Regions from separate parts of the Zea mays genome. Here region 1 is linked to region 2. Evidence: chromatin contacts called from public Hi-C data. All regions are on one chromosome and are shown on one strand. The core of a region is the stretch at or near the end of the contact, and the rest is flanking DNA. Distances in the headings are between cores, read along the strand shown. Region 1 holds the start of LOC100273124. Region 2 holds the start of LOC103651208 (probable alpha,alpha-trehalose-phosphate synthase [UDP-forming] 7).

The links. Hi-C and Micro-C count contacts between places; a contact is called where the count stands out from the background.
Region 1: a Hi-C map of ear shows a contact between it and region 2, with 2.9 times the contacts expected there. The contact joins the promoter of LOC100273124 here to the promoter of LOC103651208 in region 2. A contact is called at or near these places in 2 of 25 Hi-C or Micro-C datasets (ear and tassel).

What each region holds. Positions count from the first base shown.
Region 1 is chr3:203,317,304-203,323,601 of Zm-B73-REFERENCE-NAM-5.0, forward strand. It overlaps LOC100273124, which reads left to right and starts at 4,045. Exons shown (of 12, transcript NM_001147571.1): 1 at 4,045-4,652; 2 at 4,780-4,952; 3 at 5,821-5,906; 4 at 5,994-6,043; 5 at 6,238-6,298. The coding sequence starts at 4,222.
Region 2 is chr3:203,075,213-203,081,233 of Zm-B73-REFERENCE-NAM-5.0, forward strand. It overlaps LOC103651208 (probable alpha,alpha-trehalose-phosphate synthase [UDP-forming] 7), which reads right to left and starts at 3,008. Exons shown (of 3, transcript NM_001301547.1): 1 at 972-3,008. The coding sequence starts at 2,944.

The sequences.
Region 1 (6,298 bases), core at 2,795-5,294, 240 kb after region 2:
ATATATGTATACGAGATGCATCTGCATGGGGAACGTATCGTGTGAGCACAGGTCTTACGTGCACACGTGAGCACTTTAATTGTGAAGCCTTCATCTCTAATCCAACGTTCAGTGCCTCTTTTACATCTAACCCCTCCCACCTCGGCCACTTAGCCCATAATCACTTTACTAATCACCCCCTGACGTGGTACAGAGACCAGGATCGTGACGGAACGACCAGGTGCGCCTGTACAGCATCTGTACACCATTTCAGCCGCCCTCTGTACAACATTGTACCTCATAATCCCACACACACAAGGTGCTGTCCAGAATTAACACAAATATTGAATTTGGAATTTCAACTAAAAGCTTATAATTGTTATGAAGATGCTCCATACATGTACTAACAAGAAAAGTTACGAAATAACCATGTTCATGCATCTGAACAGAAATTACATAAATCATGCATCTACAGAACATGTGGTTCTTGACTGTCATTCTTTCGTTTTCTTGCCTTAGGTAGTTCTTTGAATTTTTTATTCTTTTACTCCTTCCTTTGGATCGAACATTGGTTGGTGGATGAATATGTACTTCATCTGGAATTTGACAACCAATGAAACCTTCATACTCTTGTTGTCTACTTTGCACGGAACAAGGTATAATCTGACTAAGAGATGCTTCGATGTTTGTCATGCTTGAGACTAAGAAATCCATGCCTTCTTTTGAGCTCTTTGCCTGTTGAATTATGGACTCAACCTTGTTTCGCACTACTGCCATCTTTCTCCTTCTTTCCGCTTCATTAGCATCTAATGGATTTTCCTCCAACAAATTTCCTTCTTCATCATACATGGATTCCCTAAAGTAACACGAAAGAAATAGAATTAGTTCAAAGGATAAACACGATGCACGATACAATCAAAATGAGCTAGAGTTCAATGCACCTTTTGCATCTTGTTTCAAATCTAGTTAAGAAGTAAGGCATCGGTAATTCATTAAGCTTTTCACCTCTCAACGTTAAGATGATATGACGACATGGAATTCCTATCGACTCAAATAACATGCAGGAGCAATTTCCAAATGATTCTGAAGCGCTCCAACGAACCACCCTATCTTTCAGAGATCCATCATTAATTACTACCATCTTCATGTCCTCAAACACACAAATGTTTACAAAAGAACAGTGGTCTCTAGCAGCTTGAATTTCTGTTTGGAACTTTGTGAACACATTGCGCGTGTACAGTACACTAGCTTGCCTCTCCATAGGCCATGGTGTAATTAAAAGTGGACTGGTATGTAGGCTCATGTGGTCTTCCTTTAACTCTTCGTGACGCTGGCATTCCAACGCCGTGTCAAATCTAAGCCAAAACTCGACAAAAGATAACTTGCGGTGGATAAAGCGATTGAAAAATGAATTTGCGCTTTCAGACCTTGAGGTTGTTCTGAGGAGTCCTGCAAGAGGTGTATTCATAAAATATGCTGGAATCCATGACTCACGAATTTCATACCTATTAGACATCCACCCGTTCCTCTCTAGACCGTACTTCATTATGAAAGCATTCCACCGTGTCTCAAATTCATCTCCAGTTTCTGAACCCCACACACAAGCATTCAATGTAGTCCAAAAATTCTCCTCATTTGTTTTTGCATGGCCAACTTTTTCAGGAACTTTCTCCAAAATATGCCACATACAAAACCTGTGTACTGTTTCAGGGAATATAGAGGCAATAGCAGCTTTCATGCTTGCGTCCTCATCAGTTATGATAAGCCGTGGGGCTTTTCCTCCCATAGCTGTGAGGAATGTTTTAAACAGCCACTCGTAGGACTCAATCCTCTCATTTATTAAGAAACCACCTCCAAAAAAGACACTTTGCATATGATGGTTGACACCAGTGAATGGTGTAAACTTCATATTATAATGGTTTGTGATGTATGTGGAGTCAAATGACACAAGATCACCAAAATGTGAATAATTTTTCCTGCTCGTAGCATCAGCCCAGAATATGAATAGCAACTTTCCGTCCTCGTCCACAATGAAATCATAAAAAAACATAATTAGCCTCCTTCTTTCTCTCTAGTTGTGCGACAAATAATTGTGCATCTGCATCCTTTATTTTCTCCCTTAGTCCTCGATAGTAATTCTGGAGATCCCGCTTTGTACAACCAATATTATTAAATCCACCATCACTGACTTGTAGGATTCTAAATGCCTGTGAGGTACCTATGCTTGCTTTGTGACATGTAAATAATGTATGCTTGGCTCTTTCACTCACAACACGGTTCGATCGGAGGAAAGGGGTCTTATCAGGAGAGCAAAGTGGATGATTATGCTCCTCAACCAATGCAGTGATATGGTACTTCTTGTCCGGACCCAACTTCACATACATATTTGCATCACACCCACATCTTGTCAGTGCATGTTTCTTTTGTTTTATAGCAGGACCATCTGTCTCATTCACCTTCTTAAAACCTGCCCTTGAACACATAAATCTCTTGTTAATAACCTCATCAAGAGCTTTATTTTGAGGACCAATACGCACTGAAAAGCCTCCATGGTGTGCATAGGATTTGTAGAACTCTTCTGCATCCTTTAAAGAATCAAAACTCTTTCCTAAAATAGGCTTTGTTCCATCCACATAGACATGAATAAATGATGAACACTGCAATGTGACATAAAAAAAATTGGAAACACAAACAAGTGAAATTGTTGTACACGAGCTAGATGCATGATCGAAGGTGCTCACCACTGCTGGGACGTTTGGTGTTTTTTCTGGTGTACTATGGCATTGAGAGGATGATACACCAGATGTAATACGCGACTTATCTAACCAAGAATCAAAAGAAAGACGGCGCACAACAGGGCTGTGGATATCCTCCATGCCTTTCATGACTGTTGCAGCGCTCCCTTGGCCGATGACGGGCGTGATGATCTGCTGGTCATGGACTCCATCTGTGTCTTCCGGCCGGCACACGAGATTGGAAGACACCTGAACTCCATCCGCACCTACGTGAGAGGAGTCCATGGCGGCGCTGAGGGAAGAATACGATCTGGAAAGAGAATAGATCGATCGGGTGGGTTGTGTTCCGTCAGGGGTGATTAGTAAAATGATTATGGGCTAAGTGGCCAAGGTGGGAGGGGTTAGATGTAAAAGAGGCACTGAACGTTGGATTAGAGATGAAGGCTTCATAATTAAAGTGCTCACGGCGCACGTAAGGCCTGTGCTCACAGGATACGTTCCCAACGTGCGCTAAAATATTAGTGCATAATTCATTTTCGAGGGCTGTTGCTGCATGCGTGGGGTCATTTTTCGGAGAGAGAAAAGGGAAAATTCTCGTTCCTTTCCACGCTGTCGAAGGAGTCCTAAGTCTGTGTGCATAGATGAAAGTGGTAAAATTATAGCATCTTTTAGATTATAATTACAAATATGTAAAGTCATTTATAAGAGTGGGTTATGGAGAGTTGCTATCTGTAAGGATGTCAAATAGTTAGTTGGTGTTTGGTTCCTGCAAACTAATTTTTATTTTATTTTCTAAATTGCTAACTAAAATTAGTATTTAGAAACCAAACACTCCTTATATTTTGTTTGGTACTCTAGTATTGACCTCAATTCACATGTGTTTAAGGTTTGTTCGTTTCACCGTTAATCCATATGGATGAGGTGATATTGAGTCAGTTTAAATTCATAGCAAGTTAAAATATAGCTCAATCCGTTCCAATACATTCCAATTTATATGGAATTGTAATAACCGAACAAGATCTTAGGTGGATTAGAGTGTAACTCCAATCCACATGTGTTTAAGTGGATTCACCCCAATCCAGCTAAACACATGTGGATTGAGATTAATATTAGAGTAACCAAACTAGACCTTATGTTTTGTTTGATTATTCTAATATTTATCCTAATCCATATAGGTTGATTGTGTCGAGGTTGATTGTGATATAAATTAGTTTAAATTAAACTCAATATATCTCAAGATACGTGGATTGAGATCGACTACGAAATTATCTCTTCTGTTGGCCCACGCTCGGAAATCGCCGCGACGAGGTGCTGGATTTTGACTTGCTACCAGAAACCGGAGCTAACCAAATCTGCCGCAAAACCCCTCGCCTGCGGCTTCGCGTTGGCCGGCAACCGCCGCTGTTGCCGACACTTCAACGCGTACCTCGCGCCCCCGCGCTGCTGATGCGATCAGCGACGCACGCCAGATCCGAGCTTCTGTAGGACCTTCAGCCGTCCCCGTCCCATGGGGGACTGCGTCGTCGAGGACGGCCACGTGCACCATCCCTCGGATGAGGTGGAGGGCGCGGTTCCATTGACGGTAGCCGTGGAGCTCGATGAGCGGGCGGGAGAGTCACGGGAGGAGGGTGGTGGGCAGCGGAAGAAAGTGGGCGGGATCCGAAGGGAGCCGTCGTTCTCGCGGTGGTGCAGGGACACCTCTGTCGCCGCCGCCTCCAATACTGCCGTTGCTGCGGCGATCAGCGACAGCGACAGCGACGACTCAGAGGAGTTCGACCTACCGCTCCTGCCATCCTCCTCGGGCGGCGGGAGCTCACCTATGGACATTGAGGCGGGGGCGACGGTGAGATCTGATGATCTGCCGATCTCACCGAGGTTGCTTGCGAAGGTCATTGGGTTGATAGCGTGTTGGTACACGCTGAGCACATGCTTGACTCTGTAAGTAACACGTATTGTTCGTTAATACTGTTGTGCGGATTTTCCGGCTACCTTCGTGTGCGGATGTGTTTGTTGCTCGTGTTCATTCCGTGCCCGTGCGCGTGCTCTCATGTGGACATATGGTCAGGTACAACAAGGAGATGCTGGGGAAGCACATGTGGAAGTTCCCGGCGCCATTCCTGATGAACACGGTGCATTTCACGATGCAGGCTGTGGCGTCCAGGGCCATAGTGTGGTTCCAGCAACGTGGCCTGGAGGGAGGGCCAAACAAAATGTCGTGGAAGGATTACTGTTTACGAGGTGGGTGTCTGGGTGATGTGCTGTTTCCAATATTGTTCAGGTGTCTCCTATAGTCGGTTACTGGGGTGAGTATCAGTTCCATATATAGTGCGAAGTGTCATGTGAATCGGATAGCTCGGTGCTCCATAATCAGCAATACTAACTTTGGCTAATATGGACTAGTGGTGGATGTGGATAGGATTGCCACACAAAGTATAACTAGCATCAGGGAAGCGTAGTCGAAATTAGTTTTTGGGGGTAAGGTATGAGCATCGAGCTAACTTCAAGCAAGTGTTTTGGTGTGGAAAAACCATGAGGCCAACTGCGTATACAGAACAACCTATATGCTAGATTAAGCAAGGACGGAAAACTGCAATCCTTTGTGGCCTTACTTCTTTTAAATGGCAATCTCACGCATGCTCCCACTTAGAGCTTGTTTGGTTACGCCAATCCAGAAGGAGATTGGAGGGGATTAAATCCCCTCCTAGTAAAAATGATTAGAAGAGGATTTAACCCCCTGCAATTCCCTTTTAGATTGGCGTAACCGAACAAGCCCTTAGGGATCAAACCCTGGTTGCGGGTGGCGCAATCCCTCACATTTACCACCACAATGTGAATAAAAACTGTTACAGGGCCATATGAGCTCAAAAATAGAGTTTGGTTGCACTTCCCTTGTTTGCATCTTTGGTATTACATTTCAGTAAATTTGTATCATGGTCTATGATCTAGAAAACACATCTCACTCGATTTAATAAAAAATAGTAAAAGATTATCATAATTTTTCTGCCTGTTTATCCATTTGTTTGTATTTTGTTTAAGCTGCAACAAATAGAAAGTTCAATATTTACTCTGGTTTGTATGTATAATAATCCCAGTATTGGTTGTGCAGTTGTCCCAACAGCTTTGGCTACTGCTCTTGATATAAATCTGAGCAACATTTCACTTGTTTTCATTACTGTGACATTTGCTACAATGGTATAATTCTTTCTAAAATGATCAATATTTGTTCTTTCTACTAATTAGTATTTGGGCTTCTAATCACCCTTTTAAATTCTTGTGCAGTGTAAATCTGCTTCTCCAATTTTCATTCTTCTCTTTGCTTTTATGTTCAGGTACTTTGCTTGCTACTCGGTCTTTAGTTGCATGGGCCTTATTGTCTTCAGTTTTAGCAACTTCTCGCTTTCATTGAATGTACTTATGTTTTTTCTTATGTTACTTGTCTCTACATTTCTCTTTCCATGTTCTTCTGCTATGCTTTATATCATTTTTCTTGTTACAAGCTGAAGTTTACCTTCTTGTTTGGAAGGCTTGAGAAACCAAGCTTTAGCCTTCTTGGAATCATGCTGGTTGTTTCGTTTGGAGTTCTA
Region 2 (6,021 bases), core at 1,758-4,257:
AATGTTGAAACGTCTTTTCAAACTTGACATAGAAATTCAAATATAGAATAAACATACATAAGTTGAGTTCACAAACCAAATAGCATAAAAAGAAACAGATCATGTTCAAGAACACAAGTTCAACCAACTTATATGCATGATCAGTAACCATCATCGAACTCATCAATATGAAGACCATGGGCTGCTGTGGGCGCAGTCAACGGCCGGCGGGCCGGCAGAGAGCAGTGGCTAGCTGAGGAGAGGAGAGCGGCGACTGGCTATGGCTAAGGAGAGGAGAGAGGAGAGCAGAGCGGCAGCCGGCGCAGAAGAGGAGGGCGGCGGCCGGCTGTGGATGAGGAGAGGAGAGAGGAGAGCAGAGCGGCAGCTGGCTGAGGGAGTGAGGGCGCCGCGTCCAGCGCTGGCCAGTGCCCAGGAAAGTGACCTAGAAAATGCTAAAGGCCCAAGAAAGGCCCAGGGCGGGTAGAACGTTCTCAGAACGTGTAAAACGCCCTAAAACGCTATTTGGACGCTTAAACGACGTTTAAACGCTCGAAACGGACGTTCTACGCCCTAAACCAAAAACGTTCGGACGTTCCAACTTTTAAACACGTTTTCTCGTTTAAAAGACGTTTAAACGACGTTTTAATAACAATGATGTTAACGCTCCATACAATCCGAAAATGGGAAACATTAATAACCAACTTAACAACCTCCATACAGTATTTTAGTGCTAAATCACAATTAAGGGTTTTCTTTTCTAATCTCTTCTCAGATGCACTGCACCTCTTCCCAGTTCCCAATTTCACAGAAAATGTAATCAATACAATTTGAGATGTTGCACAAATAACCAAACCAACAGTTTCAAGGTTTAGTAATAGCGATGAAAAAACAAGACTGCTGTACTGTTCTTGCTATTTATATAAAAAATAGTATCCAGATGCCACCACTTCACCCAAAAAAAAATACACTTGTGCAGAAATGGGAAACCATACCTCAAGATGTAACCATGTTCAGCTGCAATCCCCAATTTTGGACATGAGGAGAACCACTTTCCTAACGTATCTTTGTCTCTACCACTGACAAGAAAAACGATGTTTCTACTATCTGAGCAAAGGGTATTGATGATGTTCAAAACCTCTGGACTAGGTTCCTTGTTGATGGAAGTTTGAGGAACCAGTGTTCCATCATAATCAAGCAATATAGCCCTGCTCTCTGAAATCTCATAAGCATTAACAATTGAATCCATGTTAAGCTTTCTGAAATGAGGGTCCAAGGCCACCACCCTGAAACCAAAACCCAACCCTATGCCCCAACAAGTCCTCTTAAAGTGGTCCCTACAAGCCCTTTCCAAGTCTAGGATGAAGCTCTTTGACCAATAAGCAACATCATGGCTGCTGACATAACGGTAATGTTTCTCATGCCTCAACTGTTTTTCCTGTTCTGGCATTGAAATGGCCTCATTCATCGCCTCTGCTGTTGCCTCTATATTCCATGGGTTAACCCTAATAGCACCACTCAGTGACGGCGAGCAGCCAATAAACTCTGACACAACCAGCATGCTCTTCTTTGGCCCACTCACCTCTGATACTGACTCAGATCCTGGTGCACCCTGCCTACAGACAATGTACTCATATGGTGTTAAGTTCATCCCATCCCTCACAGCAGTCACAACCACGCATTCCGCTATCGTATAATAGGCAACCTTCTCGACACTTGACACATCACGATTGATGAAAACAACAGGGCTATACCCTGACTGGCCAAAGTCTACATTGATCCTCTGGCAGCTCTGCTCAATCTCAGCCTGGATGGCTTCCAGATCCTTACCCCTTCCACGGGCTGGGTTAGCAATCTGCACTAACACTGCTCTCCCCTGCCACTTGGGATGTGTCCTCAACATGTTCTCAAATGCAAGAAGCTTCAAATTGATCCCCTTAAAGATATCCATATCATCCACACCAAGCAAGACAGTTTTGCCCTGAAACTGCTGTTGAAGCTCAGAAAGCCTCCACTCCCTATCAGGCAAGCGCAGACCCGACTCCAACTGACCCATATGAACTCCCACCGGCATGATCTTGATCCCTACAGTGCGGCCAAAGTAATCCAATCCAATGTACCCACGCTTTGACTGGTATTCAATTCCCAGCATCCTACTGCAGCACGAGAGGAAGTGCCTGGCGTAATCAAAAGTGTGGAACCCAATGAGGTCACAATTGAGCAGCGCCTTCAGTATCTCGTCGCGAACAGGGAGGGTGCGGTAGATCTCGGACGAGGGGAAGGGGCTGTGGAGGAAGAATCCGATGCGGAGGCGGTTGAAGCGGCGGCGGAGAAAGGTAGGCAGCGCCAGGAGATGGTAGTCATGAACCCAGACGTAGTCATCCTCTGGGTTGATTACCTCCACGACCTTCTCAAAGAAGAACTTGTTGGCGAGCACGTATGCCTCCCAAGCGCTGCGGTCGAAGCAACCGTTGCCGGGTGACGAAGTGGCGACGGAGGAAGAGGTAGCGGCGGCAGACGCGGAAGCGGGCGATGAGAAGGGGAGCATGTAGTGGAACAGAGGCCAGAGCTGGCGCTTGCAGAAGCCGTGGTAGAACCGGTCGTTGAGGTGGTCAGGGAGGAACACCGGCGCGCAGCGGAATCGGTCGAGCAGCGCCTGCGATACCGCGTCCTGCTCGGCTGCGGGGACGTCGGCGCGGAGTGATCCGACGAAGAGCACCTCCATCTCGTCGGGAATGCCGTCGCGGAGCTGGAGCAGGAGCGAGTCATCGTCCCACGAGAAGGACCACCCTCGGCCGTCGGGCCTGCGGCGCGCGACGATGGGCAACTGATTCGAGACCACTATGAGGCGGTCCGCCGCCACGGACGAGGGCACGTCGGAGGCGACGCTGCTGGTCGCGGCCGGCTCCGACTCGTCCTCGCCGTCGAGCTCCGTCAGCGTCCCCGGCACCGTCATCACCCGCGACATCCGCCGCAGCCCGAACGACCCATGCCTCTGCCGCCCGCTGCCGCCGACCGGGCCCAGCGCCGCGAAGTTGCCCTCCGCGAGGTCGAGCAGGTTGGTATACGACCGCGACATCATGGCCGAAACACCGAGCGGAGAGAAAAGCTTCGCCGCGAGAGGTGAGCCGGCCCGCTTTGATTTGATCTGGTGGCGGCGGCTCGAGAGAGAGAGGTGGTGTGGCCGGGAAGGGTGGGGGAGAATTTTGCAAACATGACACCGCCGTGGGAGGGCTTCAAATATTTGGCACCGCCGTCGTGGTAATTGTAAGCGTGACATTCAAATCTCCTGAGTTTTGCAAATTTGGCGTTGCGGTCGGTTAATGGTCATTAGGAAGTCTCTCGTTCCCGTGCTGCCCTCGCTCCGTTAGGAATTTGCCGGCGTCTTGTTGTTGTACCGTCTCCCGTGAGTCTCCCGTATTCCATTCTCCTCTCCTCTCGCCCTGGCCGTCGTCTTCCTCGAGCTGAGCTCGTCTGTTCGTCCCGGCGCGCACTGGGTGCAGGCTGTCGTCTACCTCGAGCTGGTCTGGTCGTCCCCGCGCGCACTGGGTGCAGTCTGTCGTCTTCCTCGAGCGCATTCTTGCCCGCGCACTGGGTGCATTCGTTCCCACGCGTACCGGATCTCACGCTTCCCTGCCTCTGCTGTTCCTGCGCTCGTGGTCCATTGCGCGTAGAGCCACTCCATTGCGCGGATCCAGTCCCCCAACGCCGTCGTCTCTGGTAATTATTTCCTTTGCGTCGATCCTTTCCAGTTAGTGTCGTCCAGCGACTATTTAGCGTAGTACATTTTCGATGTAATTTGGAACTGGCACTTCCATTTCGCGGTTCATGTCCCATTGAGCATATATTGTATGTGCAGTGTATTAAGTATGAATAATACTCCCAACGATGAGGCAGTACCCCCAATGGACGAAACGATTGCATGCACTGTCGAAGAACACCAGTGGGCATTGACTTGTATTAGCACACAGCCTACAGTGGTTAGTAGTTTGAATTTATTGTATGCAATTTAGTAGTTATGTAATGTATTACAACTGTTATTGGTTAATAGGGGAGTGGCCATGGAATTCATGATATTGATTGGGATTCAATAATGGTGGAAGAAACCAACAACGAAGAAGGAAGAAATCATGTTACTAGTGAAAAAGGTCTATATTATCAGCTTGGACTGGATACTCAAGATGATAGAAGGGAAGAAGATTCAAGTGCTTCCCGTTTTGGAAATAGCAATCCATGTGAAGAAGAATTGGGAGCAGGCATTCCGTGTTCTGATGCGGTGCTTGATGAGACGAGGACCATATATGATATGAACAATCCAGTAATGCAGCCTGGCAGCTTGTATGCAACAATGCACCACTTCAGACTGGCAATTAGACAATACGCCATAAATAAAGAATTTGAGCTTGGAATTGAGGCAACCAATAAAACTAGATTTAGAGGGTATTGTAAAGGGCCTGATTGCCCTTGGAGCATTCATGCCAGACTTGAGATAAAAGGGGCTCCAACAATTCAAGTAAGCTGAGAATATAGCTTTTTCACTTAATATGTACCTTTCGTGCTCAAAGAATATAGCTATTGACACTTGAACCAATTTTGCAGGTAATTGTCTTGAATGACAAACATACTTGTACTTCGAGTGGTAGACGTAAGACGACGACACCTACAGGAGCTTGGGTTGCGGCACGTGCCCTTCCTTTGCTAATGAAGAAACCTCATATGGGTGCTAAGGAGCTGCAAACTACATTGCAGGACACTTTTGGTTGTACTATTGCATATGACACAGTTTGGCATGGGAAAGAGAAAGCTTTGAAAGAATTATTTGGAAGTTGGGAAGAGAGCTTTCAGCTACTATGGCGTTGGAGAGAAGCGGTTATGCAAAAGTCACCGGATAGTGTCATTGAGCTAGATGTCAAAATGGATGAGGGGCGTCCTTTCTTCAGTAGATTTTTTTGTGCGCTCGGTCCATGCATTTCTGGTTTCAAGGGTGGGTGCCGACCATACCTTAGTGTTGACTCCACAGCTCTTAATGGAAGGTGGAATGGTCACCTATGTTGTGCAATAGGTGTTGATGGGCACAATTGGATGTATCCAGTAGCATATGGATTTTTTTAGGCAGAAAATACTGAAAACTGGACATGGTTCTTTCTTCAGTTGCACAAGGTTGTGGGGGATCTACCTTTGTTAGCATTGTGTTCAGATGCCTGCAAAGGTCTTAAAAATGCTATGAACAATGTCTTTCCGCATGCTGAGAAAAGGGAGTGTTTTAGGCATCTCATACAAAACTACATAAAGTTGTTTGGTGGGTCTGAGTACATGTATCCAGCAGCTAGAGCTTATAGGAGAGAAGTCTTTGACCACTATTTTAGTAGCATCCAAGAAATTCCTAGGGTCAGTAGTTGGCTAAATGAGCATCATGACTACCTTTGGTACAGAAGTGGCTTCAATACGGACATCAAGTGCGACTACGTGACTAACAACATTGCTGAGGTTTTCAACAATTGGATTAAGGATTGGAAGGATTTGCCTGTATGTGATTTGGCTGAAAGGATAAGGGAGGAAATTATGGTGATGTTTCACAGGCGGAGGAGGATTGCACAAAGGTTGCAAGGAAGGATTTTACCTTCGGTCCTGCATATCCTACACGACAGAACTAGAGGTTTGAGTCATTTATCAGTTCGTAAAGCTGACAACTACATTGCTGAGGTAAGGGATAACAATGATGTGCATTCGAAGCACATTGTCAATGCTCATTTGCGGGAATGCTCTTGCAAAGAGTGGCAGCACACGGGCAAACCATGTAACCATGCTTTGTGCTTGATAACAGCTCAAGAATTTAGGGATGTCAGAATGGAGGATTTTGTCGATGAGTACTACTCTGTATCTCATTTCACCACAGCATACTCAAGGGTGGTTCCACCTATCGGTGACAAATCCTTTTGGCCAGAAGTCCCTTTCGCAAAAGAAGTTGGTGCTCCAATTGGAAAACGAGCTGTGGGTCGACAGAGGAAAAATAGGATGAAAGGATGCCTTGAGGGAGGTAGTTGA